3 separate regions of the Sus scrofa genome follow, and all the other regions are linked to region 3. The links are chromatin contacts, called in public HiChIP or PLAC-seq and promoter capture Hi-C maps. All regions are on one chromosome and are shown on one strand. Each heading gives the region's core, a stretch centred on a gene start, on an enhancer-like site or on the middle of the called end of the contact. The rest is flanking DNA. Distances are from core to core; before and after follow the strand shown. Region 1 holds the start of SURF4 (surfeit locus protein 4). Region 2 holds the start of RPL7A (60S ribosomal protein L7a). Region 3 holds the start of ADAMTS13 (A disintegrin and metalloproteinase with thrombospondin motifs 13).

The links. Promoter capture Hi-C pulls out the DNA fragments that hold promoters and counts their contacts. HiChIP or PLAC-seq counts read pairs in DNA pulled down with a chosen protein or histone mark.
Region 1: a contact with region 3 is called in an H3K27ac HiChIP or PLAC-seq map of alveolar macrophages. The contact joins the promoter of SURF4 here to the promoter of ADAMTS13 in region 3. A contact is called at or near these places in 1 of 5 promoter capture datasets (liver), 1 of 47 Hi-C or Micro-C datasets (epiblast stem cells) and 1 of 2 datasets of contacts at active chromatin or transcription factors (alveolar macrophages).
Region 2: a promoter capture Hi-C map of liver shows a contact between it and region 3, with 4 times the contacts expected there. The contact joins the promoter of RPL7A here to the promoter of ADAMTS13 in region 3. A contact is called at or near these places in 2 of 5 promoter capture datasets (fetal liver and liver), 2 of 47 Hi-C or Micro-C datasets (epiblast stem cells and liver) and 2 of 2 datasets of contacts at active chromatin or transcription factors (alveolar macrophages and skeletal muscle).

What each region holds. Positions count from the first base shown.
Region 1 is chr1:272,986,594-272,990,041 of Sscrofa11.1, forward strand. SURF4 (surfeit locus protein 4) reads right to left here and starts at 2,090. Exons shown (of 6, transcript XM_021071128.1): 1 at 1,866-2,090. The coding sequence starts at 1,913. It overlaps STKLD1 (serine/threonine kinase-like domain-containing protein STKLD1), which reads left to right and starts at 2,174. Exons shown (of 19, transcript XM_021071230.1): 1 at 2,174-2,453. The coding sequence starts at 2,439.
Region 2 is chr1:272,959,568-272,962,754 of Sscrofa11.1, forward strand. RPL7A (60S ribosomal protein L7a) reads left to right here and starts at 1,854. Exons shown (of 8, transcript XM_021071136.1): 1 at 1,854-2,175; 2 at 2,726-2,846. The coding sequence starts at 2,173. It overlaps MED22 (mediator of RNA polymerase II transcription subunit 22), which reads right to left and starts at 2,051. Exons shown (of 5, transcript XM_021071150.1): 1 at 1,854-2,051; 2 at 1,219-1,368; 3 at 597-677. The coding sequence starts at 1,341. It overlaps LOC110256518 (a long non-coding RNA gene), which reads left to right. Exons shown (of 3, transcript XR_002338110.1): 2 at 534-974; 3 at 1,191-1,321.
Region 3 is chr1:273,021,104-273,024,458 of Sscrofa11.1, forward strand. It overlaps ADAMTS13 (A disintegrin and metalloproteinase with thrombospondin motifs 13), which reads left to right and starts at 1,852. Exons shown (of 33, transcript XR_002338121.1): 1 at 1,852-3,222. REXO4 (RNA exonuclease 4) reads right to left here and starts at 850. Exons shown (of 8, transcript XM_003353698.4): 1 at 452-850. The coding sequence starts at 676.

The DNA of each region.
Region 1 (3,448 bases), core at 840-3,339, 34 kb before region 3:
CAATGAAAACTGACGAACAAAGCAAGCCTCTTTGGTTTTCGAGAGCTCTGGATGTGAACTGTTTTTTCGAAGGATACAATTTTCGGACTCCGCCTGGTGACCTGAGGAAGAGCTACTTCTTCATGTTGACAGACGGGTTTTCACTCCCAAACTGGCTCTACAGTATCAGCTCGCAGCAAAGCGGTGCCCAGAAAACCCAACAAGCAGGCCACACTAAAGAGACATCCCCCCTTAATCTCCTTCACCAATAGCTGATCGGAAAACCCACTTACTTTTTTTTGGGGGGGGGGGCATGCTGACAGCATGCGGAAGTTCCCAGGCCAGGAATCGAACCCAAGCCACAGCAGTGACAAGGCTGACTCCTTAACCCACTGCGGCACAAGGGAACTTCACTCACTTTTTTTTTTTTTTGTCTTTTCTAGGGCCGCACCCGCAGCATATAGAGGTTCCCAGACTAGGGGTCTAATCGGAGCTGTAGCTGCCAGCCTACACCACGCCAGATCCTGAACTCACTGAGTGAGGACAGGGATCGAACCCACAACCTCATGGTTCCTAGTCGGATTCGTTAACCACTGTGCCACCAAGGGAACTCCATTCACTCACTTTTTAAAAATCTCACACACAGACATACACACCTACCTTCCAATAAGCCCGGCCTCAGAGTATGATTAATCAGTAGCACCCTCCAAAAAATGAGACATGTAACCTCACTACTTTTAACTCTGGCAAAGCCACAAACACATTAAAGGAGCCATTTAGAGCTCGGCAGTCGGGTCAGACCCGGACCTTCCTGGGAAAAGGGTGTAGAAGGTCTGTAGACATAGCGGACGCTGAGAAGTAAAAGGCACGGGACTTAATCACACCACCGTGCTCTTTGGGCTCAACTTAATCCAAAAAGAGAACGGAAGCTCCGTCCTCCTCCCGCCTTGCAAGACCTGGTTCTGCGCACCCATGTTTTGAACACCTTTTCCACTGACTCAACCGCCTGCTTCGCGGGCTTCCCTGTTGCTCGGAATGCCACCTGTACACTCTGGGAAGGGGGCAAGCAGGAAGACAGGCCTCCCCTCCTCCCCGGCTGGTGTACATCTAGATACCCATTCATTTCAGCCCCAGGGCAGAGTCCAAGCCGGGAAGGAAACGCAGGCAGTGGTCAAAGGGACCCCGCCACTCCGACACATCTGGGAAAGAGGAAAGAAAAAGCCCCGGGGCTCTCGGGAGGGGGCATGCCCAACAGGGAGCCCCCTTCCTCGGGGAGGACGCCCAGGCCTCCGGTCTGACCACCCTCTACTGGGGATCGGCTCCCCGCCCGGCCCCCTAAGACTGCCCAGAAAAAGGGAAAAGCGCGCAGAGACCACTCAACGGTGCAGAATGGAGAGGGCGCTCCGCAAGCACCCCCACCCCGGCCCGCGGGCCCCTTCTCAGGAGGCAGCCACTCGCACCCCTCACTTTCTAGCAGGGGCCGGCCCGGGCACCGAGCCGGGCGCCCAGGCAGGAGCCCGGGAACACACCCAGAGCCCCGGTGGGGAGGCGGCGCAAGGGCAGGCCGGGCCCGGAGGCCGGGCTTGAGGGTGTCCCAGGCCGGGACGGGCGGCGAGCCCAGGAGGGAGGGCCCCGGTTGGGGGAGGGGGCGCGATCCCTCCGGTGGGGTCGGGAGCGGGGAGGGCCCGGCCCAGGCCTCGGGGCGGCCCTGCGGGCTGGGGGCCGGCTCTGCGGGCGGCCGGGGGCCCGGGGCCGGGCCCGGGGGCGGCGGGCGGCCCGGGCGGGGGCCCCGGAGGTGATTCAGGAGAGGGGGCCGAGGGACTCGGGGGAGGGGGCTCGGGCGGGCGGGCGGCCGGGGGAGGGGCGGCCGAGCCCGCAGGCCGCACCTGGTCGGCGAAGTCCTCGGCCGTGCCCATCAGGTCGTTCTGGCCCATGGCGGCGGCGGGAGGCTCGGCTCGCTCGCTCGCTCGCTCCCTCGGCGCTCGGCCCGTCGGCGCCCGCGCCCGCTGCGGCCTCCACAGGAAGTGCCCGGCGGCCGGCCTCGCTCCCCGTCCGCTGCTCCAGCGGCTGCCACGTAGGCCAAGCCTTAAAGGGGCCGCGCCGCAGGGCCCGCCCCGGCCGCGCCTTAAAGGGGCCGCGCGCCGCCCGCCGCGCTCTGGCCCCGCCCGCCGCGCTTCGGCCCCGCCCGCCGCGCTCCAGGCCCCGCCCGCCGCTCTCTGGCCCGGGCGGCCCCTTTAAGGGCAGCCGGGCCGCGAGGGCCCCCTTGCTGGAGGGACGCGCGGGCGCCCCAGCGGACACCGTTTGGGCAGAGAGGGTCCCCGGGCGGGGGATGGGCGCTCCCGGGAGGCGGTCCCGACTGAGCATGCTCAGTCGAGGGTCCGACTGCGGCGCGGACTGAAGGTGCACGCCAGCGCCCAGCGGAGGGAGAGAGAAGCCAGGAGTCTCCCCCCCAAGACACCATGGAAAAGTACCAGGTGCCGAGCTGTCCCCTAGCGGGGAAGCAGGGGCAACGAGGGGTCGATGGTCAGGGGCGAGCCCAGGACCTGGATCCCTGCCACCACTCCCGGTCCCTGGCCGGTTTAACGGTCACAGTCCCTGGGAGGCAGCCAGGGACCAGGTCCGAACCCAGGGAGGCAAGGGACCCTTGTTATGGCCAGTGTCTGCCTCTAGCGCATAGGGGGACCTCGGGTTCCTCCAGAGGTGACCTCGTGTGTGCCCTTTGCCCCTCTGGGCCTGATGGATGAAGTTAAGACCTCTTCAATCTGAATATTTGAGGACGGCAGACATCATCCTTTTCCCCCTTGGGTCCATGTGCTTTGGCCCAGGGACACTGAACTCCCTAGAACGTTCAGAATTCATAACTGGAAGCCCCCAAACTCCTAAAACACCTGGTCAGTAGTCCCTAGTGAGGGGACTTGGGTCTTTCGTGGACCTGTAAAAATGTTTAGGACCTAAAAAAAGTCACAAAACAAAAGGAAAGCTGCAAAATACAAGTGACTGTTTAACTAAAGGCATGACATGTCAACTGTGTTAAATGTTAGATTCAGTCTGTAGAAAAGTTCATTAGGAGTTCCCTTCGCAGCTCAGCAGTTAACGAACCCATCTAGGATCCATGAGGATGCGGGTTCGATTCCTGGCCTCACTCAGTGGGTTAAGGATCCAGCGTGGCTGTGGCTGTGATGTAGGCCAGCAGCTACAGCTCCGATTAGACCCCTAGCCTGGGAACCTCCAAATACCATGGGTGTGGCCTTAAAAAAAAAAAGTTCATTAACTTGATGGAGTTCCCTGGTGGCTCATCAGGTTAAGGACCTGCATTGTCACTGCTGTGGCTCAGATCACTGCTATGGTGCAGGTTCGGTCCCTGGTCCGGGAACCTCCACGTGTTGCAGGTTTGGCCAAAAAAAAAAAAAAAAAAAAAAAAAATTCATTAATTTGAAAATAATCTGTATGTTAGATATTTCTCACTTTG
Region 2 (3,187 bases), core at 604-3,103, 62 kb before region 3:
CAGGGTTGCAGGCACCCACGGCTGCTGCGTGAAATGCTTCCAAGGCAGGGGCCATCGGCTTCCCAGTGCCTCCCCTCTCCGGGCCTCTGGCTTCTGCCTGTGCTGCTGTGATCTCCAGTGGCATGTGTTATTCGAGCATACCTTCTGCTTCTCAAAACCTTAAACCCCACGTAAAGCCACCGTCCTGTCCCTGCTCTTCCTCAGGGGCAGTCCCCCTGCCAGGCTTCCTTTGGGACCCTGTCCTGGGTATTTCCAGTCATGGGCTCATGCCTTTGGAAAGATTTGGTTGCTGTGCTTGTTCTGTGACATCCAAACGCACATCCTGTTTCTTTGGTAATTTGCTTCCCCCATTTACAGAGAAGCTCCCACAAGACTCAACCCCTTTCTATCCAACCCCAACCCCAACCCCCGCCCCCCACAGCACCCTACAGGGTGCGTGTGGCCAGCTGCCTGCCAGCTCCTTACACGGCTGCCCTGGACAGCCCTCCTCTGGAGGGGAGTCTCCTGAGAAGTGGTTCCCCCCACACACCCAGGAGAGCCCAGTAGGGACCAGAGGCTCCTGCAACTCCGGCTGTCCCCTCCGCCTGGTGACTCACGATGTTGGCGGCTCGCACGTGCATCTCGTAATTGTCCTGTTCGCCTTGAGTGGCCCTCGACACCTGGGTCTCGTCCTCAATCTGGAAGGCCAACAAGCAAGCCGAGAGCTAGCAGGTGCCCCCGCCCACAGGTACCTGGCAGCAGCCTGTCTTGCCCTCTGCACGGGGTCCTGCTAACCAGACCTCAGGCAGCGTTCGCCCTCACCCCGTCTCGTCCTGTTTGAAAGAGATAACAGGTACCCTCATCAGGGGTAATGGACCCCTAAGTATGCCAGCTGCTGGGCCAGGTGCGCGGAGAAGGAAGCAATGCTGGATGCTGGATCCTGGCACTTCGACTGGAGTCCCCACAACTGCCACCCCAGAGCCTGTGAGAAGCTGGTTGGTTTATTTATCTGTTGACTTGTTGGTTATTGTCAATCCGTCCCAGTGTTCTCCCCGTGGGACAAGGGTTTTGCCTGTGGAGTCACTGCTGTGTCCCCACTGCCTGGCATGGAGCACCCATGTTCAGCGGGTGGGTTGAAAGCAGGGGCCCGAGCCCTCTCCACCCACAGCCGTCCGCGATCTCTGCACCCCCACTCCTTCTCGTGGTCTCAGCAGCGGCAGGAGACAGCAGCGCACCCACCTTGGCGGTCTTGATGATCTCGGTGAAGTTGTCCATGATGGACTTGACGTCGTCCTTGAGCCGCTTGTTGTAAGACTGCAATAGCGTCTCCTTGCTCTGGGGCAGGGCTCTCTGCTGGGCCATGGCGGAGCCTCAGGCAGGGCAGGTCACCTGGAACCCAGAGTCTGTGTGAGCGGGCCAGACCCCAGCCACCCACCCTCCAGCCCCCGACTTCAGCAGCCCTCCGGAGAGTCCCTGTCTGCCAAACACACCCGTTCAGGCGTCCGGATACAGGTGCACCCTCCCCGGATCCGGGGCGGCCTTCTCGGGGGCCAGGCCCCCCGCGTCCCCACCGGCTCCTGCCAACGGCTCCCCCGCCACCACCCCGGCAGGAGGAGCCGTCGGGACCCTACCTCAACCCCTCCAAACGCCCTTGGCCTTCACTCCACTCCGCTGCCCCCCGGCTCCACGCAGGACCCCCGAGCGAGGGCCACCTCTGGGCGGCTCGCTCCGGGGTCCCTGCCAGAACCACCCTCCCGCCCCCAGCCATGCGCCTCCAGGCTGCACGCTCCAGGCAGGGTGGTCCCCGGCCCGGGCCCTGGTGCTCGGCCCACCGACTGCACTCGCGGCTTTTAAGCCATTTTGGGGTAAATCACCTGAGAAGGACGCCGACCCGGCCGCGCCGCCCCAAGCCCACACCTGGTCCGCAAAGCCGGGACCCGGAGGGCCTGGCCGGGGCCGAGTGGAGGACAAGTGCTAGCCCCTCACGGGAAGTCCTGGCTTCCCCGCGCCTTTACGCGCCCCTTCCCGGCAGCTCCCACCAGGAGGCACTAATCTTCGGCTACTGGACGGGAGAAAGGAGTCCTGTCACTTTAAATCCGAAATCCCGCGCAGTCGTCAGCTCTCGCGATCTCCGAGGTTGCCTACATATTACCCACAATTCCCTTTCCTTTCTCTCTCCTCCCGTTGTCCAAGATGGTGAGTGAGCCGCGCTCCGCGCTGCCAGTTTCGGGTTTGGGTTCTATCCGCTGCCATCCTTCTCGGGGCGGGGGCGCGCGGGGGTACCTACACCGCCCGGCGCGAGAAGAGGCCTGGGGGGCCTGGTCTAGAGTCACTGGGGCCGGTTAGAGCCCCCGGCGGCTGAGCCGGCAGAGGGGGATCCGGGGAGCGCAGCGCCGCATTGCGGGGCCGGGGGCGGGCCCGGCCGAGGCGCTCCGGCGCCCTGGGAGCCGCCCTAGGGGCCTTGGGCTGAGTCGGCTGATTCTGTGTGGGGCCCGCCGAACGCCGGCCTCGGAGGAGGGCCCCTGTCCCCGTGGCGGAGAGGGAGGGACGGGGCGTCGGGGCTCGTGCAGATGATGTGAAGGAATAGTTGCTGTCCGAGTGGCGGTGAGGACGACCCAAACCACCAAGATCGCTGATGCACGGGCGGGGCGCGGGCTGGCTGCGGAGACGGCCGGGTCTGCGGGGAGCCCCGCGCCCTGAGAGCAGCGTGCGGGGGGGCGGGGTAACCGTGTCTCCTTGTGCCCAGCCCAAGGGGAAGAAGGCCAAGGGCAAGAAGGTGGCCCCGGCCCCTGCCGTCGTGAAGAAGCAGGAGGCCAAGAAGGTGGTAAACCCCCTGTTTGAGAAAAGGCCGAAGAATTTTGGCATCGGTGAGTGGAAGACCGGGCGGCGTCGATCGGCTTTTTAAACGGCGCTCCCCGCGAAAAGCAGCTTGTTGAGCAGGTTACGTTACGTCGGTCGACGAAGGAGATGCAGCCTGAAAGTTGGGGGTTGAGTTTTATTCGGGGTGAAAGGAGGACTTGAGCCTGAGGGACAACATCTCGGGAAGCCCCGGAAACCGCCCGGAGCAGGGGAGGCGGGGGTGCGGGATGCGTGAGTTTCACACTGAAGGGAAGGTGGTGGGAACGAGGCCTTTACGGGAGAGCGGTTTGTCAGGGAAGGGGTGAGGGTCTGGGCTTCCTGGAACCACTGCTTTGGTTTGCACCTCAGC
Region 3 (3,355 bases), core at 602-3,101:
GGGCCACTGATGCGGAGAAAGGCAGCAAGTACCACGTGACATTCAGAACAGGGACTTGGGCATCTGACTCCTGGCTCCACTGGCCCAGCTGCAGTCCTGGACAATTTACTTAACGTTTCTGGCTCTCTCATCTGTAAGATGGAGAGGAACGACCAAGGCCTCTACCTCACCGTGTCCCTGCGCCTGGTGAAATAAGAACACACGTGGATCACCCAGCAGCGACTGCACGTTTTAAGAGCTCAGCACCTGGAGGCAGCTGTCATCTATTAAAGACCCGGAGTGTTGCTAGAATCCTCCGGCCCAGGTTCCCGCTCTGCTCTCGCCCCGAGCTCGCCACCGCCTGTGAAAGACTCCGAGCACCGACACAGCGCTCCCTCCGGCCTGCCTCCGCAGCTCCCGGGGCCCCGCAAGCCCTTCTCCTTCTCTCCACTCGGGGAGGCCCTGCCCTTACCTCCCGCAGAACCTTCCAGTTTTGGGAAAAGTCCTCTGGTGCCTTTGGAGGCCGCACCGCGACCCCTCTGGGGTCGTTCCCCGGCTTCGTGCTCGCTTCTCGGGCTTTGTTCTTCCAGAACCTTTTCTTTCTGTTTTTCTTCCGACTCGGCTTCTTGACGAGCCCGGGCTCAGGCGCCGGGTCGCCCGGGGCGCGCTCGGGGGCCAGCATCCTCGCCTTCGCCATCGCGGCACCGACCCGGCCCCCGCGCCCATCCACGGCGGCGCCGCCGCGGCCCCGGAGCCGGGCTCTGCCCGCCGAGCACGGGCCCCGCCGCCCCTAACTCGCCGGCCCGGGGAAAAAACACCAGCGCTCCAGACCCCGGAAGCCGCCCCGCGCGCGTCTCCGCACGTGCGTCCCGGTCCCCGGAAGCGCTCGTCTCTCCGAGGCCGGCTGGAAACCCGGCCCTCGCCGCTGGTTCCGCGCGGCCGGGAGCGGGGCGGAGCTCTCGGTCCCCCAGAGGAAAACGGCCGCCAGCCCGGTCGGCGGCCCGGGATCAGGTTGGGGTAAGCGCGGGAACGCACCGAGAGCCCACGCGGGGCAGAGAAACGCGAGCGCCGGAAGGGACCGAGGGGGCCGCCGTCGTTGTAGCGCCGCTGCTGGGCCGGCGCAGCACTGGCGCAGGCGGCCGCCAGGGGGCGCTGGGCGGCCGGGCCTGGAGCGCCGGAGGCGGAGCCCAGACTCCCCCGGCTTTGCGACGGGAGACGGAGGCTCAGGGATGAAAGGGGGTCCCCAGGTCGCCCAGCCTGCTTTACCAAAGCCATAGGGCTGCCATTTCCCATAACAAAAACGAAGCATTGCATTTAGCGTTCTCTGTTATTTTAACTCACGAGCACACCTGCCTGGCCCTGACTGTACCTCGTAAATAACCTACATTAGACCTCTGCACCCCGAAGCTTCGGTTCCGGTCTCTGTATGTGCCTGGGAGCCTCTGGGGAAATACAGGTACTAAGTCAACAATCTTGGAGAGCAGTAACTACAATCAAGATGATAAAATGAGGTGCTGGGTTATGAGGCCCCCAAACAAGATGCAAGATGCCCAGAAAAACAGGAATTTCAGATAAAGTCTACTTTTTATAAATATGTTTCATATAATAGCTGCAGTATTGGGGGCATACTTAACACACACACACACACACACACAAAATCCGGAGAGTTCCTGTTGTGGCACAGAGGAAACGAATCCGCTAGTGTACCTGAGGATATGGGTTTGATCCCTGGCCTTGCTCTGTGGGATAAGGATCCAGCGCTGCCGTGAGCTGTGGTGTAGGTCACAGATGCAGCTCGAATCTCCTGTTGCTGTGGCTGTGGTGGAGGCTGGCAGCTGTAGCTCCAATTGGACCCATAGCCTGGGAACTTCCACATGCTGCAGGTGCGGCTCTAAAAAGGAAAAAAAAAAAAAATCCATTGTTTATCTGAAATTCAAATTTCACTACTGTCCTGATTTTTGTCTTCTAAATGTGGTACCTTCTCTCCCTGGAATGGGTGGGGCACTTAGATGGTGCCTAGAAGGAGGTGCCATTTGAGCTGAAACTCGATTGAGCAGACCAGCGGCCAGAGGGAACAGCAAAGCATTGGATGTATTTGAGGCATGAAAGGCAGGCTGGTGGGGCTACAGGTCTTTGGGCACAGGGGGGAGGGATGGGGAGGCAGGCAGAGGGCCGGACAGGGGCCAAACCTTGGATTATAGGGCCTCTGAGGCTCAGGATGGAGTTTGGACCTTTTCTTCTAAGGAGAAAGGGGAGCTATGGATTGTTTTGAAGAGGGGGAGTGATGAAATGGGATGGGGGGGTGGGAGAGAGGGAGAGCAGGCAGCCCTGTTGGGAGCCCATTCCAGTTGCCCAGGCCAGCGAGGAGCAGCCTGGATTGGGGCCACGTGTCGGTTTGGGTCTGTGGGAAGCGGTTCCAGGGATGGAGTTGGGAAGGCACGCCTTTAGTTGGGGTGGAATGCCTGCGGGAGGTAAAGGGCGGGGCAGGGAGTGCCTCACACCTACTGACCCTGAGGCTGCAAAGTGGGCCGGCCCAGGTGGATGGGCAGGTGCGTCTTCCCTGGTACCCAGCCTGAGGAGGGGGCTGAGGCAGGCAGGGACCAAGGCCGATTCTCACCCCCACCCCCACCCCCACCCCATTAGCCATCCACTAAGATGGGAGAGGCACCCCGAAGGTGGGAGAGAGTTGTATGAATCTTACAAGTGGAGCGGACCTCGGGTGGCCTGTGATGCTGAGCGCAGTGGATGCCCCCAGCCGGGTTCTGTGACTGGCACAGACCAGGCAATCGCGGAGCGGGAGGGAGTGAGGACAGGAGACTGGAGACACAGATCCTGGGGAGCAGGGTTCCCAGAGAGCAGGCGGGGCGGTGCCTCAGACTGAGCCAGGGTACTCCCACATGGGTGATGAATCCCCTCCCCCGCTCCGGGCTCCCAGGCGCAGGACTGCAGCTCTGAGCCAAGGCCAGGTTGCGGCAGGAGGAGCCTGCAGGCCGCCCAGCCCCGTGGCCCCTGCCCTGGGAGGAAGTGCCGCGAATAAACACTGCCTAACCGTCCAGCGCAGCGGGTCTGTCACACTCCTGCCGCCGACCAGATCTCAGCCGCCAGGCTCTCCCGCCCCCCGCCGGGCCAGCAGGCTTTCTGAGGATGAGGGTGAGAGACCTTCGCCTCCGGGGGCGATGCGTGCGAGGAATCCTCACGTCTCTCTTCCTCCTGGGCTGCTGGGGGCTCTCCCGTTTCCCGCAGGTGGGTGGATCCACGGATGCGGTGCCAGGCCCCTGGGAGAGGAGGGGGCTGCCCAACAACCCTTGGGTGGAAGGGGAGCAAAGCTGAACTTGGACTTCAGGGGACTGAGTGGGCTCACTGGACAGGGGGTTGG